Linked DNA regions of Gossypium hirsutum: region 1 is linked to region 2. Evidence: chromatin contacts called from public Hi-C data. All regions are on one chromosome and are shown on one strand. The core of a region is the stretch at or near the end of the contact, and the rest is flanking DNA. Distances in the headings are between cores, read along the strand shown. Region 1 has its middle 15 kb from the start of LOC107919081. Region 2 holds the start of LOC107918466 (expansin-like A2).

The links. A called contact is a pair of places that touch in the nucleus more often than the background predicts.
Region 1: a Hi-C map of leaf shows a contact between it and region 2, with 2.5 times the contacts expected there. The contact joins the enhancer-like site here to the promoter of LOC107918466 in region 2. A contact is called at or near these places in 2 of 34 Hi-C or Micro-C datasets (both in leaf).

What each region holds. Positions count from the first base shown.
Region 1 is chrA01:108,483,605-108,489,152 of Gossypium_hirsutum_v2.1, forward strand. No RefSeq gene overlaps it. Among protein-coding and RNA genes, the nearest start is that of LOC107919081, 15 kb to the right of the region's middle. Within about 2 kb of position 3,652, at least 3 of the 9 cell types and tissues checked have an H3K27ac peak or open chromatin away from gene starts, as enhancers often do. A contact at or near this core is called in leaf, where this site is marked.
Region 2 is chrA01:108,306,838-108,312,433 of Gossypium_hirsutum_v2.1, forward strand. LOC107918466 (expansin-like A2) reads left to right here and starts at 2,299. Exons shown (of 5, transcript XM_016848038.2): 1 at 2,299-2,488; 2 at 2,586-2,695; 3 at 2,773-2,951; 4 at 3,167-3,299; 5 at 3,394-3,782. The coding sequence starts at 2,323. The coding sequence ends at 3,639.

The sequences.
Region 1 (5,548 bases), core at 2,402-4,901, 180 kb after region 2:
TACTCCCTTAAAGAAATTTCATCCTCAAAATTTCAACTATAAACTAACCGCATTACTCAAGTCAAACCACTATACTTCAGCTGCGCACTCTAATTCCAGTAACAACAATGTGAATTTTATGAAACAATTTAGTATTTCAGTGTTTATTATAGATGTCTTATGCATAGATAGAGTTTCAGGGTTCACTTTCGCAAATCTCAGTCTATCTACAGTCTCAATTTTATAGCCTCAATATAGCTCTAACTACAATGTCATAGCAGAGTCTCGGTAATATAACAGATACTTAATAAAGTTCAGAAAAGCTACTTACAGACTTGGTGCCGGGGATTCAGTGTGCCACTTCTTCAGAAATCAGAATTTTAAATTTATTCTTTGTGCAGAATTTAAAAGAAATTTCTAACATTTCCACAAAATCAATTTCAGTGTTTTTCATGGAACTAGATTTCAAAATTTTATAAAAAAAGTTCGGACCCGATCCACAGCCGAGTTGTTACAACCGGGCTCTGATACCACTAAATGTAACACCCCAAACCTGGCCCAGACGTTACGACCGAATCCGACGTTTCACATTGAAGTGTTACTAAAAAGACATGTTTTAGCTAAAGTCTTTCTTAGTGTTTAAAGAATACCCTCGTTATAGATTAAAGTGAATAGAAGCTGTACACCAGATAGGATGCAAGAAAAGATGAGGTGAGTCAATTAGATTGCTTAAGTACCTAGCTCTCCACGGATCCAATCTTAGACTTGCACATAACCATTGCCACACTTTAACTGAGTGATTGTTCAGGGAAAACCAATTCGTTTAAAACCATTTAAAAAGGTTTTTAATTTTGAAAACGTTTCCGTTGCGGAAGCTTTGCCTTGTTATCGCGATATTTTGAAATCAAGTAACCTTTTTAAAATGTGCCCTAGAGCTATTCAATTTCAAACAATTAAAACAATATCATGTCTAAGCTAACAAAACATACTAAAAATAATTAAAAATAATTAAAGCGGCCTTATTACAAATTAAAACCCGAAAACATAAAGGAAATAATCTAAAATAAAAGTGAAGGTATAAATAGTTATTTTAAACAGTCCACATGGCCACTCTAAATCCCTCCAACTCCAAGTCCACTGATTTAAGGCTCACCTACAAAGATGGGAAAAAAGGGGTGAGTTTGGAAAACTCAGTGTGTAAAGTATCCCAACCAGAGCCCAAATCAGTTTAAGCTTTACTAGGCCTACGCCCTATTCAGAAATCATAGTTAACTGGGCCTTAGCCCATATCAATATTAATTTGGGCCATAGCCCCTTACAATATCAGAGTATACTGGGCCTAGCCCATATCAGTATCAATTTGGGCCGTAGCCCTATAACAAGTCGAGATATCTTGCCCATATCAACACAGTTGGCCCATAACAAAACAGTCTCATATGATTAATACAAGATAACCCCATCCAACCCTGCACTTGCCTCCGACCATCCCGACACTTCCTGTGGGGAATAAATCACCCACGTCATCCCTACACTTACAGTGTTAGCACCGGTTGTGACACTAACTATAATCCGCAGCAAAGCTGCTTATATCAGAATATGTGGCACAACCATCAGAACGAGTTCTTCCTCCATAACAAAACCCAACCCCATGCAGTATGACATGTATGCAGAATATATAAATAATTAACAAGGCATGCTTCAAGAAGACAGTCAGATTATAGCGTAAGAACAGTTATTTATCATCGAGGGGCATAATCGTAAACTTACCCCTTTAAGGGTATTACGGTAATTCTACTTTACAGAGGTATTTCAGTAATTTTATCAGTCTTTTTAGGGTTTCATGCTCATTACAGTTATTAACGTGTCTCCAGAATACTTACTGAACATTTTTACCGAAATGGGCCCGTTGCCTATTACCCAATTTCGGCCCATCGAAGCCCAAATTCACCGAGGTTCACGAAATTGTGCACTTTGCAATCTTACCGTTGAAGTTACCAAAATTATCAATACAAACAATCCCATGAGCGCTTGCACACTCGCAGGTTCTCGAAATACTGGCTTTTCGGCTTTTCGGCTTTTATCGATCTAGTCTCCTAGTGGGTGTCGTTTACACACCTAATCTGTAACGATACATTGGCGAGATCCACACACGAGTTGCCTACAACCGAGTTACTAAAATGTCAGTCTACATATAAAAAACAAACTACATACTAGCCTCCTTACCATATTTGGCCAACACCCTTAATGGCCTTAGATTGCTTACCTTTGTCGCAAATAATGACTAAGTCTGGATCCAATCGTTTCGATGTCCTCGCTTTCCACTGCCCCTTGATCGACAGCCTTTGTTCCACCTTATCATAATAGAACGATAAATAAACCCAATAAACCCTTTAGTCCAAAACGGTAGCCTCCCTAAACGATTAGGGATTACTCGGCTTTTTTTCCAGAACCACAAGATACGAATGGAAAGAGGTTGCGAATACTTACCACGAGATCTATTCGATGAAGAACGTTTCCAATACTTTCCTACCCCTAACACGAGCAAAGGATGAGTCCAAGAGATCTAAAGGTGTTCAGCTTTCCACCTCTTAAAGAATGGTGACCTCGGCTTTTCAACAAACAAGGAAGGAAGAAAAATGGAAACTCGATGATGAGAGGAAGCAGATGTAGACAAGGCTAACATAGTTGGGGGATAAAAGTAAAAGAGATCGGTACAAGGGGGAAAACAAAAGTTGCAGTTTTGGCTTTTGTGAGTGATCGGCTAAGGTGATTGAATGGAAGAGGTTTTTCCTTATGATTGGTGAAGCAAAGAAGATGGGAAGATAATGATAAAAGAAAGGAGAGGAATGGGTTAATGGACTCGGCTTGAATAACTAAGAGAGGAAGAGAATGAAAGAAAAGAAAATGAGCAAAAAATATAAATTTGAAATAAAACAAAAGAAGAACCAATTGAAAAGGAAGCAAGATTGGCCAATTTAAAATACCCCAACTAACCCTAACAAGAAAAATGAATCATAAAGGCCAGAAATAAACGACACTTATTTTCTATGGCCGAATGAGTGTATTACGGCATAAAAATTCTTCCTAAATTCCAATTCCATGAATTGCTCCTTGATTCTTGGCCAACTCAATGTTTGAATTTCATTCAAACTCCTAATCGATCTGGCAGCATCCTTATCCACATCCTTGCACCGCTTCAGCATGCTGCCCAGAGTCCTGATTAGACCCCAACTTCTTCCCCATGAGTGCAGCAAAAACCCAAGCCTTCCGTAAGGGAGGTGAGGCTCGAACCCCAGACCTCCGTCCGCCCTTGTGCGTAGCCCGTGCCACTGACCATTACACCACGCTTCTTTCTTTATTAATATAGGGTCACAATTAATCTTACTCTATTCCTGCTGAAGCCTCAGTTACTTGCAAAATAAAAAGGAAATTTCGCCTGCTATACATCTCGAACCTGCGACCTGCTAACCACACATACGCTACTTGCCACTGGACCGAAGCTCCTTTCATGACATAATCCCCTCACAAGTAATTTATAAGCCTTACCTGCTTCAATTCTGGCCCACTTTAAAAATAAAACAGAATTTGCCCACGCAAGGACTCGAACCTGCGCCCTCTCCGCTTGCCCAGCACGCTACTGCCACTGCGCTCCTTGTGCTGGATTACGCTCGCAACTCCTCTTAATGCCTATTCTGACCGCAACCTGAATATTAAAAAAAACAACCATTTTGCGCGCACCGTGCCTTAAACCCAGGCACCTCCCATGTCCTCCTAGCGTGCTTAGCCACTGGACCAGGTGCTTGTTTGTGCTAAAACTCAGTCCAATTTGTTAATAAGGCCTACTGCTCAGATTCCCTTAAGAGGCAAAATTTAAGAATTTTGCTAAAGCTATAAGCCGAGCCCCGAACTTTTTCCCACACCATAAACCCTTCGTAATTTATTTAATTACTAAACTAAACATACGAAATAATAATAATTATAATAATAATAATATCCAAATTATTCGGGTGTCTTCTACCCGAACCCAGACTTAAGGCCCAATACTTCTAGGCCCAAAATTGGGGTGTTACAGAACCCAATGAGGATTGAGATAACCAGAGGCTAGAATCTCTTTATCAAAGACTCTCTTTTCTGAACTCTGTTTATTTTTACAATTTTAATTTCAATTTCAATTTACGCAATATCAATTCATCCAAACTTTTAATTCTATTTTTTTATTTTTTTCTAGGTATGCCATTTTTCTTGGCCACGACTCTATATGGGATCTTGAGGGATAAGAATTTGTGAAAATCCAGTCCCTGAGGATTTGACCCTACTTCCCTTGTACTATTCTTTTCATTATTTTATAGGGATATGATATTTTTGGTGCTCTCAATGACGCATTATGTAAGCCTTTACTTTTAACTGATTCACATCTAAAGTGAAGGATATGTCATGCATAGCTACTGTCACTAGCTCTTGACCAAAAAGATATTTAATCACACAAGTTTTATCTTGAAAGATGAGGGAGTAACCCTTCTCTAACAATTAACCAACACTAAGAAAATTCTAATCAATATCAGGTACAAAAAGGACTTCTGAAATTTTTTTGTTACCTGATTAAGTGCAGATCATAGCTTTGCCTTTGCCTTTGGCCTTAATGAATTCAAAATTTCCAATTCTGACCTTGGACATAATGCTGGTATCTAGTTCCTTAAACATGCCTTCATTTGATGCCATGTGATGAGTGTAGCCATTGTCAATCAACCAATTCTTTCTGACCTTACTCGAACTTGCAAAACAAGAAGCAGTAAAAACATGCTCCTCCTGAGCTTGAACATCCTCAATAGCTTGAGCTTGATTCTACTGATGTGATTGTGTTTTTGCTTTATTTTTACAGATTTTTTCCATATGACCAAGTTGCTTGCAACTTCTACATTGAATGTCAGGCCTATACCAGTTGTACTTTTCTAAATAAGTGGACTTTTTGCATTGAGTGCATGGTGGAAACTTCCTCTTGGCAGCATTCTTCTGTGCCTTTTCTTTCTTTTTAGACCAAGGCTTCTTACCTTTGTAGCTTGAGTTTGAGCTTGGTACTTCTTTGCTTCTAGCCTGGAAGGCTTATTCAGAATGCTCCTCCATCCTGTTTTCCCTTCTTTGCTCTTGTGCATAAAGAGCATTTATCAGCTCTGTCAATGATATAGTTGACAGGTCTCTAGAGTCCTCCAAGGATGAAATGTTTGACTCATACTTCTCTGGAAGGGTTGTAATGACCTTTTCAACTATTCTTTTGTCACTGAAATCATCCCCAAGAAGCTTAATATTGTTAACTGTAGCCATAATTTTATCATAATACTGCTTAATGGATTCAGACTCCTTTATCTTTAGATTTTCGAAGTCCCTTCTCAAGTTGATCAATTGTTGCTGCCTGGTTTTATCTGACCCTTGAAACTCTTCCATAAGTCTATTCAGGCCTATTTTGGAGAGTCACAAGCCATTATCCTTGTGAAAATTACATCTCAAACTCCATTTTGAAGGCATGACATAGCATTATAATTTTTGGCACAATCCTCATTGTGCTACCTAATTT
Region 2 (5,596 bases), core at 1,049-3,548:
TGATATTTATATAATGCTTTAGTTGAAATAGTAAAATTGAGTCTATAACAAACTTGATCTAATTCTATTATTTGTAGTCTTAACTAGAATGAAACGGTGATTAAAATTGTTGTTAGATATTTGTTTGACACGTGTACGAACCGTGCTACTCCTATCTCTCATTTTTAAATATTGTATAAAATAATTTCTATTATTTGTGATTTTTTTATTTAAATTTTTTATAAATTATATATATAAAAACATTTTCATAATAATATTTATTATTTTTAAATAATAAATATTTTTAATTAAAGTAATATATAATTGAATGATGAGATGAATTGAATAAAACATGTTATAGTCTTTAAACATGAATCTGTTAAGGACACAAATATTTACAGGTGTTTTGACTTGTCATTGCACCATCAATAATCATTATGTTATCTCTTGCAGTATGTGTTTTAGTATCGTAGAAGACTTGATTTGGTGTCGACATTTCATATTTTTTATGCTTATTTATTGATTAAGTACAAAAAATAAAAAATCTTGTCATCGCCAACAAAAGAAAAGGAGAAGATTATATAGCCAGAAATTATTTTCAATAATAACGCAATTAGGCAGCTGATATGATATCGTTTGGTCAGCGATTTCCTCCACATGGGACCAAAAAATGCCACCTTCTACGCTTCATTTTCTATTTTATGAGGCATCTTGCCATGAACTGGCTCTTGACTGTTCCATGACTTTCCTTGTTTTCCTTTCAGTAGAAGTGAACCGCATAACGCCGCCCTAATTAGTCAAATAAGTTTACAGTGCTATACAAGGATGATGTGGTAAGAACATAAACCGAAATTGTTTTTTCTTAGTATTTATAGGATTTTTTATTTTTTTAAGTTGTGTTACCTTTCATGACCCGATCTAGCTTATAGAATATGAGTCATATCGTGAAATTGTTTACATGTAGGTACACCTTCATAGATTCAAATTCAGGAGCTTTTAAGTTTGTGTCAGAACCCAAAGGCACAACTTTCGGCTAAACGCAGCTTCTATTGCCAAAACATTTAAGAGGAGTATTGAAAGTGTGAGCAAGCAGGAACAGTTTTGGATTGACTTTGACCCAAAAGGTACAAAGATGAAGCATCAAGTTCCAGGCAGCTGGATCCGATAGCTTTGCATTCATATATTGTTGTCTTCTCTACAAGTGGTGTCCACCTAGGAATCCATTAACCCAACTTATGATGCCAAAGTTTTACGTTTAATTTGAGATTAATGGACGGTTAAAGGTACTCAGTGGATCCAACTCATAATTTCTAGTGTGAGCAATGATCCTCGCAGGGGGAATTTTGGGACATTGAATTTACCCAAAGTTGTTTTTGATTTCATTCTTTTTAGAAAAAAAAATGACACTCAAAAACATGACTTAGGATCTTGTAATTATATTGGAAAAATAACATTACTACAATGTGTAAAAAAAATTAAGGTTGATTCTGAAAAAGATAAATAGAAATATAATTGCATATAGTCATTTGTACAGCTAAAGAAGCTCTCTTTTGGTTGTAGCCCACACCATAGCTGTTCAAGTTTTGGCAATATGCTTTGCTTAGAATTTGTTCTATATGTTTCCACTAATTAACAAGCAATCTTGATCACCTTCATCCATTTTCCCTTTTCACTTAATAGTTTCTTTGGGTCCATAATTGAGACAAATCTCACCAAATTTCAAGGGTGGATCAACTGCCATCCCAGAATTCTCCTTTCTAATTAGTAGTACGTACTTACTATTTTTTACAAAAGACTAAACTATCTATAACCTTCCCATCTTTTATTAGATTTTTATTTTTCACTTGCACACGTGGCAACCTATTAAAATAAACATGAAATTATTTATATTGAAGTTGACTTATTATTTATTTTGTTTTAATAGACTAATCAAGACAAAATCTGAAAATGCAAAAACATGGGGAACGGAAAGTGAGTTGAAGGTTCCCCTAAAAGTGCCAAAACTTTGCACCCCTAACCCAACTTTCACTAGCAAATCTATCAATCCCACTGTCAAAAGAAAAGCTCTTCTGTTTTAATGTCCTCATTTCTTTCGGGCACAGCTGTGAGAGCATAGGCAAAAGGGTCGGTGACAAAGTCCATTATCCCCTTTTGTTTTGTCTCTCCGCGTTTTAGACAAATGCCTGTCGCTTTCCTTACAGTGTAAGCCTTGTAGAGACATAGCAAACAGTATTCTAATGAGAATAGGGTTGCTCTAAAAAGCATAAAACTCGATCCAAACATTTATGTTAATGCTGACCTGTACTCCACTCCACACACAAAACACTTGCTATAAATAAACTGATGACCCATCACTTTGCTTCTCACTTCCATTTCTCTCTACTCAACTCCACGCAAATGGCCCTCTTTCTTTGCGTCTTATTCCTTCTCCTTTCCTCTGCTTCTGCTTGTGATCGCTGCCTGCACCAGTCCAAGGCTGCTTATTTCTCCAAAGCCTCTGCTCTTTCAGGTTTAGCCGCAATTTGTTTCCTTTTTTTCTATCAATTTCATTAATACCCAGAGTTGTTTTAGTGGGTGACCTTTGTTTTGTGGGTTTGATATTGCAGCGGGAGCTTGTGGATACGGTTCCTTGGCTTTAGGTTTAAGTGGTGGACACCTTGCTGCTGGTGTTTCTTCTCTTTACAAAGATGGAGCCGGTTGCGGTGCCTGCTTCCAGGTTTGTATAATTCAGTTTTTATTCTTTTTTTCTTATGATGGAAGTTTGAGTTTTGATTTTTCTTCATATTTTGGTAGATAAGGTGCAAGAATTCAACTCTGTGCAGCAGTGAAGGGACTAGGATCACACTAACTGATCTCAATCATAATAATGAAACGGAATTTGTTCTTAGCAGCAGAGCATTCATGGCGATGGCTAACAAAGGCATCGGCCGAGACATTTTGAAACTTGGGATTGTCGACGTGGAATATAAAAGGTAAACATGAATTAAAAACATTTCTTCATCTAATGGTTTTGTTACAACCACCACACAGAAAACTCGAGTCACCTATGGGGCAGCAGCCCAGCAGGCACATTAATGCCTATAACGTTCTAATATGTTTTTTTATTACATCCCTTTTTCCTATGTAAATTATTAACTTTGATTGACATCAATATTATAACTACTGAAACATTGTTTATGTGAAACAGGATACCTTGTGAATACAAAAACCAGAACTTAGCTGTTAGAGTTGAAGAATCAAGCCAAAAACCAAATTACTTGGCAATTAAATTGATGTACCAGGGTGGTCAGACTGAAGTAGTAGCCATGGATGTAGCTCAGGTAAGTTTATTTAGTTCAAGAGTGTTTAAACTTAAAAAAAAAAGAATAAAAAAAAGAAAAGTGGGCTAAAACTATTAGCTTTATATCATTCCAGGTTGGGTCTGCAAACTGGAACTTCATGAGCAGGAACCATGGGGCAGTATGGGACACAAGCAGAGTCCCAAATGGAGCCCTGCAATTCAGATTTGTGGTGACATCTGGGTTTGATGGGAAGTGGATTTGGGCAAAAAGTGTGCTTCCAGCTGAGTGGAAAACAGGAGTTATTTATGATTCTGGAGTTCAAATCACTGACATTGCAAAAGAAGGTTGCTCTCCTTGTGATGACAGCCACTGGAGATGAGATCTTAGTTTGCCAATTACACATATAGTGAATTTGAATGTTTTAGAAGATTAAAGAAAATGGATATATAGATAGATTTTCCTTTTCTCTGTAATTCAACAAGTCTAATATTTTTTCCATCATAATAAAATTCTGCTACACAATCAATGGTGTTCATATTCTACTTATTTTCTTTTAAAACCTGTTATTGTAACTTATTTGCACTTTTTTTTTGTTCCACTTCAATTACATTTATTATTATAGCAAAAAAAATATAAATTTTTATCAAAAGAAAAGAAGAAGCCACATATATGGGCCTAAAAGTAGTTGTTCAGGCAGTAGCATGAGAATTTGCTAAATCTTCTATTGGGCCACAATTTGGAAACTAGGCTCATTCTAATTCTACGGGAAAAGCTCAAATGGGATCCCAAACCAAAATAAATACCAATACATAGAAGGAAGCCCCTTGTTCACCATTTTTTTACCTTATAAGGTAAGTGGTTAATTTTCAGTTCTTGTCGGATTTGATATTTGACTAAATTTAATCTTCAAATAGTTTTTATTATCCTCAATTATTTTGGTTAAAATGAAAATGTTAATATACTTTTTTTTTCTTAAAAGCACATTTCTAACACTAAAAATAAATATTATCTTGACATGATGAGTTAAATGAATAATTTAATAAATATCTTTTTGAATTGACTTTTGAGGATGTTGGGTAGTTGGATTAATGAATGCTATCAATACATTTAACCCCACCTCGACAAAAGACTAGCTCAATTAGTTGAATAAACATGCAGTGTTTATTCTAGATTTTTGGAAATCATAAGTTTGAGTAAATTCTCATATTTACTACCTGTTTTTTTTACTTTGTACAGAGAAAATAGAATGCTTATAGATCCAACCAACTTCGATTTCAAAAAGCCTGACAATACCCTAAACCAATGACCCAAATCAAAATTTCGGATATTAAATTTTATTTGTTCTATTGTCTCATGCAATGATAGCCCATTTCTTTAAAGGTTATCTTTTTTTATTCGAAATATTCTAAATTTATGTATTTTTTGGTTGGATATAAATGTATTATTCATAAATTTAAAATGTAATTTTTGTATTATTACTTTTAGTAATTTAATTTTCTATTTTTAAAATTTTAAAATTTAAGTTCAATTGTTATTACTGTTAATTTTTTTGTTAAATTTATTGATATGATATTTTAAAATTAAAAAAGAAATACTCACTTGATACTAATGTAATTAAAAATATGACGTTGTAATAAACTTGAATATAAAAAAAATAATTTTAATAATATTAACAATTGGATATAAATTTTAAAATGTTAAAAAGTTAAAAGGACAAATTTTTAAAAATAAAAATTAAAAAACTAAATTTTAAATTTTTAAAAAAATACAAAAATTGATCACATATTTTAATGGAAATGTTAATATGTTTATGTATGTGATAGTCATGTCATATTTCAATTATTTTATCATTTTGTGATTGTGTGTTTTCTATTTAGTTCAAATTTTGTGCAATTAGTCATAGTTATTTGATTTTAAGTTTAAATTTATTTAGCTTTCGACATAGTAATTATATTCCTTTCTCGAATTTGTAATGATAAAAAATTTTAAATTTATTTACTTACTAAGCTTTCTTCTAAATTAGTGTAGAATTAACTAAAACTATAAAACACCCTTAATAAAATATTCACATACTAAATTTTTAAAAACAAATCTAATTTTTTTGGAATAAAAAGTAATTCAAATTCTAAAAATCTAAATGATACATGAGACACCCACATATATTACATAATATAACTAACTTCAATAAAACTTAACAATGAAATGCAATTCATGCATCAATATTAAATCACAAATTTGGCTTCTTCTTTTTTTAGTAAACAGATTGCTTCTAATAGCATAACTAGTTACATATCAACATTATTAATCAAGTATATTAGTCATGTTTTCATATTATG